2 separate regions of the Sus scrofa genome follow, and region 2 is linked to region 1. Evidence: chromatin contacts called from public Hi-C data. All regions are on one chromosome and are shown on one strand. The core of a region is the stretch at or near the end of the contact, and the rest is flanking DNA. Distances in the headings are between cores, read along the strand shown. Region 1 holds the start of LOC102159167. Region 2 overlaps LOC100620238 (zinc finger protein 454).

Evidence for each region. A called contact is a pair of places that touch in the nucleus more often than the background predicts.
Region 2: a contact with region 1 is called in a Hi-C map of heart right ventricle, with 3 times the contacts expected there. The contact joins the enhancer-like site here to the promoter of LOC102159167 in region 1. A contact is called at or near these places in 6 of 47 Hi-C or Micro-C datasets (fetal skeletal muscle, heart right ventricle, liver and 2 more) and 1 of 2 datasets of contacts at active chromatin or transcription factors (skeletal muscle).

The regions. Positions count from the first base shown.
Region 1 is chr2:79,452,771-79,456,307 of Sscrofa11.1, reverse strand. It overlaps LOC102159167, which reads left to right and starts at 2,139. Exons shown (of 12, transcript XM_021085149.1): 1 at 2,139-2,262.
Region 2 is chr2:79,509,981-79,513,593 of Sscrofa11.1, reverse strand. LOC100620238 (zinc finger protein 454) reads left to right here. Exons shown (of 3, transcript XM_021084340.1): 3 at 1-840. Among named protein-coding and RNA genes, the nearest start is that of GRM6, 45 kb to the right of the region's middle. Within about 2 kb of position 1,458, at least 49 of the 83 cell types and tissues checked have an H3K27ac peak or open chromatin away from gene starts, as enhancers often do.

The DNA of each region.
Region 1 (3,537 bases), core at 890-3,389:
ATGGTCACAGCCCGTGAATAGGTATATAATTGCATATCTGGCTGTTTCTCCTTCTAAGCAAAGTGAGAAACCAGGAGCACTGCTCAAAGTTCTGCCCACTGGGAGGATTTCCCTTTACCTAAGTCCTTCAGGGATGTCCCAAAGAGGAAGGGTAGTGCTGCACTGCCCACTTCCAGGGATGCCTGAATGTTGTGTGGAAACATCTGGGAACCAGGCCCAAGCTTTCTTTTCATTTATCCACTGATCAGAGGGAACTCTCAATAAGGCCATAGGAACAGGCTATGAGAGAAGAGGCAGTGCAGCAGGGGTGCAGACCATGGGACAGAATAATGGATAAATAAATTATAGTAAAGTCACACGATGGCATACTAAAGAACAATGAAAATTTAGAACCTCGGCCATATGAGAGAGATGAATCTTCCAAACGAGATGATGAGCAAAAGCAAGCTGCAGGAGCTTAGGCAGATATTTTATGTTTCTTTCAATTTTTGTATCATTCAAATTTTTTTTTTTTTTTTTTGGCTGTGCCTGCAGCATGTGAAAATTTCCAGCCACAGCAAAGCAGGATCCTTAACTACTAGGCCACCAGGGAACTCCTATTTTTTTTTCTTTTTTTCTTCTGAATCTTTCTGTTAGCTGGACTTTGGATCTCAGGGCATATATCTGCTGCATGTCTTCCAAGATTTTCAATTTTTGGTGTTCTGATGGTATTTTTCTAGAGCTGTATGGGATTTTATTACCTTAAAAATTATATATGTTAAGTGTTTTTGTTTTGATATGTTTTGTTATAGTAAAGAGGTAATTGTGTTTATTCAGTCTGCTACCTTATTTTTACTTTGTAAATCTCAATACCATCTTGCTAACAGTGGTTCATAATTGTTATTTTATTTTGCATTATTATTTTTATTGTACTAAAATACACATCACATAAAATTTACCATTTTAACCATTTTTAAGTGTATAGCACAGAGGCATTAAGCACATTTGTTGTTAGGTAACCATAACGACTAGTCACATCCAGAACTTTCTTCATTACCCCAAACTGAAACTCTGTATTTGTTAAGCAATAAATCCTCATTTCCCTCTCCCATCAGCCCCTGGTAACCACTATTCTACTTTCTGTCTATGAATCTGACTATTTTACATACCATGTATAGGTGGAATCATACAATATTTGTCCCTTTGAGTCTGCTTTATTTCCCGTCTTCAAGATTCATCCATGTTGAGGCATATATTAGATTTTCCTTCCTTTTTGTGGCTGAATAATATTTCATTGTAGGATAGACCACATTTTGTTTATTCACTCATCTGTTCATTGACACTTTGGTTGTTTCTACCTTTTGACTCCTATGAATAATGTTTCCATGGACATTATTAGTGTATAAGTACCTGTCTGAGGTTTTGCTTTCAATTATTTTGGGAATATTCCCAGAAGGGCAATTGCTGGATTATATATGGTAATTCTATTTTTAATTTTTTAAGGAACTGCCATAACTATTTTCCAAAGCAGCTGCACTATTTTACATTCTCACCAGCAATTCACAAGGATTTAATTTCAACAAGTCTTCACCAACACTTGTTGCTTTCTGTATTATTCTGTTTTTGGTTTTTATTTTATTTTTTTTGCCTTTTTGTCTTTTTGTTGTTGTTGTTGCTATTTCTTGGGCCGCTCCCGCGGCATATGGAGGTTCCCAGGTTAGGGGTTGAATCGGAGCTGTAGCCACCGGCCTACGCCAGAGCCACAGCAACGCAGGATCCGAGCCGCGTCTGCAACCTACACCACAGCTCACGGCAACGCCGGATCGTTAACCCACTGAGCAAGGGCAGGGACCGAACCCGCAACCTCACGGGTCCTAGTCGGATTCGTTAACCACTGCGCCACGACGGGAATTCCTACGGTTTTTATTACATACTCATTTTCCGCTCTTATTATCACTATCATAATAGAAATAAAAAGCGTGCAGAAGAGGATCCGAGGTTACATCAGAGGCTGGTAGACAAGGTTTCAGGCTCCTCGGGTTTCCAGCAGGACCCCTTCCTCTAGCCTTCCTACCCTTGGCCCTTCTCAGACACTGTATGGGCCCGTGCCGTGGAGACTTCTGGGAAATAGAGTTCGAAAGGAAAAGCGCTGCGGTTCTCCTGTGCGCAGGCGCTTTTGCGCCCGTCGGCCTGTCGGCGGCGGCAACAAATATCCCTACGCTAGGTGTACCGCTTGCCTGCAGTGCTGTCTGCCTCTTCGAGTCCCCGCCCCGGCGAGCCCAGGTACAGCCAGTAAGAGTGGGTCCGGGGTGTGCGGCTCCTGCGGCGGGGCCAGGACAGAGGGCCAGCCGGGGCGGGAGTCCCAGCTGCGGGCGTCCAAGCCAAGGCGGCCTCGGCAGGTGAACGCGGCCCGAGGAGGGGGCGTTGCCCGGGGAGGTTCCCCCGTCTGTCCCCTGGGCCTCAGTCTCCGCCCAGGCTTCTGGAGAAAGGTCCCCCCAAAAGGTTGAAGGATGCTGTGTCTTGTTTCAGTGTTCACGAACCCCGGGGCGTTTTTTGGCTTTTAGCATTTGCTGGTTTTACTCCCCAGAGTTAAAATTTATTTTTTTATGTTTACCCATTTTTGCTAACCATGCTTTCTTGTTCTTCCAGAGTGAATCCTAAGTGATTTAACTATTTTCTTTTTTTGTAATTTTTGAGTGATTTTGTCCGCTAAGTTATTTCCCTTTTCTTTAAATTTTAAGTTCATTTCTATCCAACGAAGGTGTTTCTTCTGAGCCTTGTATATTTTGGGGACGGGGGAAGGGAAGGTAGGTGGTTAATATTTCCTTTTGCTTTTTTTTTTTTTTTTTTTTTTGTCTTTTTGCCATTTCTTGGGCCGCTCCCACGTATATGGAGGTTCCCAGGCTAGGAGTCTAATCGGAGCTGTAGCCACCGACCTACGCCAGAGCCACAGCAACTCGGGATCCGAGCCGCGTCTGCGACCTACACCACAGCTCACGGCAATGCCGGATCATTAACCCACTGAACAAGGCCACGGATAGAACCCGCAACCTCATGGTTCTTAGTCGGATTCCTTAACCACTGAGCCATGACAGGAACTCCTCCTTTTACATTTAAGGAGCTTTGGTAACTCTTCATAAAGGAAACACAACTTCCAAGAGGAATAGTTGGTTGGCTACGCCTGAAAAGTACACCAGTTCTTCACATGGCATTTGAAGAATTTTTATAATCACAACTGTATTTTTTTCCTCTCTCTCTCTTTTTTTTTGGCCGCTCCAAGGCACATGAGCCACAGCTGCGATCTAAGCCCCAGCTGGTGCAACCGCAGATCCTTAACCCACTGTACTGGGCCAGAGTTGGACCTGCGTCCCAAGCTCTCCCGAGATGATCCTATTGCACCACAGTGGAAACTTCCATAATTGTAATTATTATAGCTCAAAATATCTAAATGCAGGTGCTTGGCATATTTATGTCATTTCTCATTAATTTAGCATCTCCGTGAGCCCAATGTGACTGCTCTTTACACTGTCAATGCTTGTCAGACAGTGCTAGTTGGAT
Region 2 (3,613 bases), core at 209-2,708, 58 kb before region 1:
ATCCCCAGTTTGATATTTCTATACTTTAACCTCATCCTTACCCACCCCGCAAAATATTGTCCACAAAAATAAATACCTGTTCTCTAAATACCACCCAGTTTTACAAAGGCACCCTCAGCATCCAGGCTTCTTTCTGATTTAGTCACGGAGAACCAAGTTTATCTTGATGTTTTTGTTTTTTGTCTTTTTGCTATTTCTTGGGCCGCTCCCGTGGCATATGGAGATTCCCAGGCTAGGGGTCCGATCGGAGCTGTAGCCACCGGCCTACACCAGAGCCACAGCAACACCGGATCGTTAACCCACTAAGCAAGGGCAGGGACCAAACCTGCAACCTCATGGTTCCTAGTCGGATTTGTTAATCACTGTGCCATAACGGGAACTCCTATCTTGATGTTTTTTGCACTGGGTCCTGGGTCCCATGGCCTCTTACAGGGGAAAAAGTTAAAATAGTTATTTTGCCATCATTTTGCAAATGCCTTTCTTCTTGCTTAATTGCACTTTTCAAAATGATTGCCTTCTAGGTAGGTTTGTACTATGCAACTGGTGTTTACTACTGGGAGAAAACTCCCTAACAATCTTGCGAGCATTCTTTCCAGAAAGAAAGTCGCAGTGCAATAATCTCAAGGACCACTAGAACCAGTCCTGGGACTGCCAAACGCCAGCTATGAAGAAGAATGCAAGCTTGCATCTACCCTGAACTTTATTTGTAGCCCTGTTTTCCACTCCCAAGCTATAAGACCCCTTCCTATTAGCTCCTGAAGGAGGGCAGTCTTTAGGGCATTAGGCTGCTGTGGCCTCCTCTGCCTGGTAAAGCAATAAAAGCTACCGTTTTATACTTCACCCAGAACTCTGTCTCTGAGTTTCTATTCGGCACCAGTGGACAGAAGCAACACAGCCACCGCTTTGGTCCCAGTTCCCTCACTGGACCACCAGCTTTCCACCTGCACCTCTGTCTTCTATCCTGGCACCCTACTCCTGGTAGGAACCACCTCCCGGGCAGTACCGCTAGGGCTATACTGTTACACTTGGGTTGCCAAGTACAAGGCGGCAGCCCCACTTCCCTCTCAAGTCATCTCTGCGGGGTCCTCTATCAGGAATGCGCCTTTATAGCTTGTCCCTTCCGACTCCACCCTTGGGGCCGTCCCAGATGCACTCTCCTCACCCGAATGAGTACAGTTATCCCAGACTGACCTTCCTAATCCCATCATCAATTTTTCCGGAGTCTATCTTCCTTAATCTCACCAAAATGCAACGAAAATAGCCCTGGCAGTTAGCTCAAGGGGGTTTAGATGTCTCCAGAACCCTGACGCCCCTGCCAACGCCCGTGCCCAGGCCCCTGGGAAATGTAGTTTCAACACGGAATCGCCCTTGGCCTGGGGCGGTTGAAAGGCGGGGCTCCCTCTACGCAGACGCGCAGTATCACTTTCGCCGCTCCACGGCTCGCTTGCCGCAGATTTGCCCTCTGGGAAATGGAGTCTGTGAAGCGGAAGCGCTCTGCTCGCCGACCTGCAGGATCCGGCTCTGCGGGTCCCTGGGCAACGCGCAAGCGCAGTTCCAATCCCGGCTGCAGACTCCAGCTTATTGTGTTCTGCCTGCACTGTGGCGGTTGCCCTCGCTCGCCCCGCGTAGAAGCTCCTGGAAGGGCAACCCAGTGGATACTAGGCACAGTGGCCAAAGCCGCATCGGGAGAGTGGGAGCGGCCTTGGGGAGGTCGAGCCCGGTGGGAAGGGCGGATGAAAACCGAATAGGTCCCGGTCGTGGTCCGTTCTGGAGGACGCTGATCTGATGTCCCAAACTTCCCGGGATGTATTGCTAAGGTTTGATTCCAAAGACAGAAAAAAGGCCAGGTGTGGGATCTTGGGTTAGGTTTCGAAACTGCGGGTGCATGTGGATGAGGATGCGGCCAGGGCCTCTGGCGTGTGTTTTGGAACTGATCCCTGGTAGCCCATTTATGCGCGGTGCTCCCGGTGTGGTTCAGAGCCCTGTTTTCCGAACCCGCAGCTGCGCGGCCCCTGCATCAGCTCCCAAAGGGACCTGACAGAGCTTGATCCAGGGCAGGAGTGTGGGTTGTGTGATTAAGATTCCTTGTGCCCTCCTTCCCCCATCCCTCGCACAAATACACTGCTTCTTGCCCACCTTTGACTCCAGGTCACCCAAACAGGGCCCCAGAGAAGGAGAGGTCTGAAGCCAGAAAAGAGCTTGGCCTGAGAGACGTCCCCACGATGAAGATCCAGCCTTCTTAGCTTCCTTTTTGAAGAGAAAGAACACCCTCCTTTCCCACTTCTTATGCTCCCCTCCTAGGATTAGGCACCTTTTTATGCAGGAGATACACTTTGCTTGAGATCTCTCAGTGTAATTTAAGGCAAAAGGCCACTGGGAGTGTAGAAAGTGTGAAAACAGGCTGGAGAATGTTTTTTTTCAGGGAGAAGTCAATGTATTTAAGACATAGAAGGGAAGATAAGGAGAATTTGACTCAGATTGTTAGGGGGGAAATTGGTCGGGGCTGGTGGAAGTAGCAGCCTGGTTAAGCCTCCCTTTACAGCCGAGGCCAACAGAAATTACTTCAAGGAGGAGAGAGGATTGAGAACAAATAGGGGCTAAGAATTCACTGCTTGGGTATTGGAGGACTCCCAGGGTGTTAATGCTCAAACCCCTCTTTGGACTGCTGTGTGATATCTTTTGACTCAGCCCTCTCCTCATGAACAGGTGTTAGAAGTTTCAAGTCTGAGGATTTACGCTCTGTTGTCCCTAAAAGGGCTCATCAGAGAAGAAGGAATGGCAGTCAGGTGCCTGCCAACCATGGTCCAGGTGAGTGGGGGATTTCTGTGGGGTTCCCCCTCTAAATTGCCTTATAAGATTGGAATGTAGTGGCTGAAGAGGATGGGCATGTTTCTTTCCCCTGACCAGGAGCTTTTCTCCCAGTCCAGTCTTACCTAGGCACCTGACCCATATGCTGGTTTTTTTCTTTTTTCTTTTTTGGTTGCCCTGTGGCATATGGAGTTCCTGGGCCAGGGATCAGATCCGAGCGGCATTTGCAACCTAAGCTGCAGCTGCAGCAACGCCCGATCCTTAACCAAGGATTGAACCTGTGTCTTAGCGCCCCCAAGACGCCCCAGATCCCAGTGCGCCATATCGGGAACTCCCACATGCTCCTTTCTCCCCCACTCTCTACCACCCATGTTGGGCTCATCCTGGTGGGAGCTCAGGAACTTGCTAAAGGTCACACAAGTGACACAATTGGAAATGAAACCCAGGTTGGTTCAAAATGAAAAACTGCATTGTTTCCACTAGCAAGTAAAAATAAGGGTCTAAAGTGGTAAAGGAGGCAGTCTATAACACAGGAATTGATGGAAGAGAGAAATTGAAACATTTTCTTAGGAAGGTGGGATTTACTAGGCTTTTTTTTTTTGGCTGCACCTGTGGCACGTGGAAGTTCCCAGGCCGAAAAGGGATTGAACCTGTGCCACAGCAATGACCCAAGGTTCTGCAGTGACAATGCCGGATCCTTAACCCCTTGTGCCACAGGAGGAACCCCGCCCCCACTTTTTAAAATGACATTTAGCTTTTTACTTCAGAGAAATATTGGGTACCAATGAAATCATTCAAATGGCAT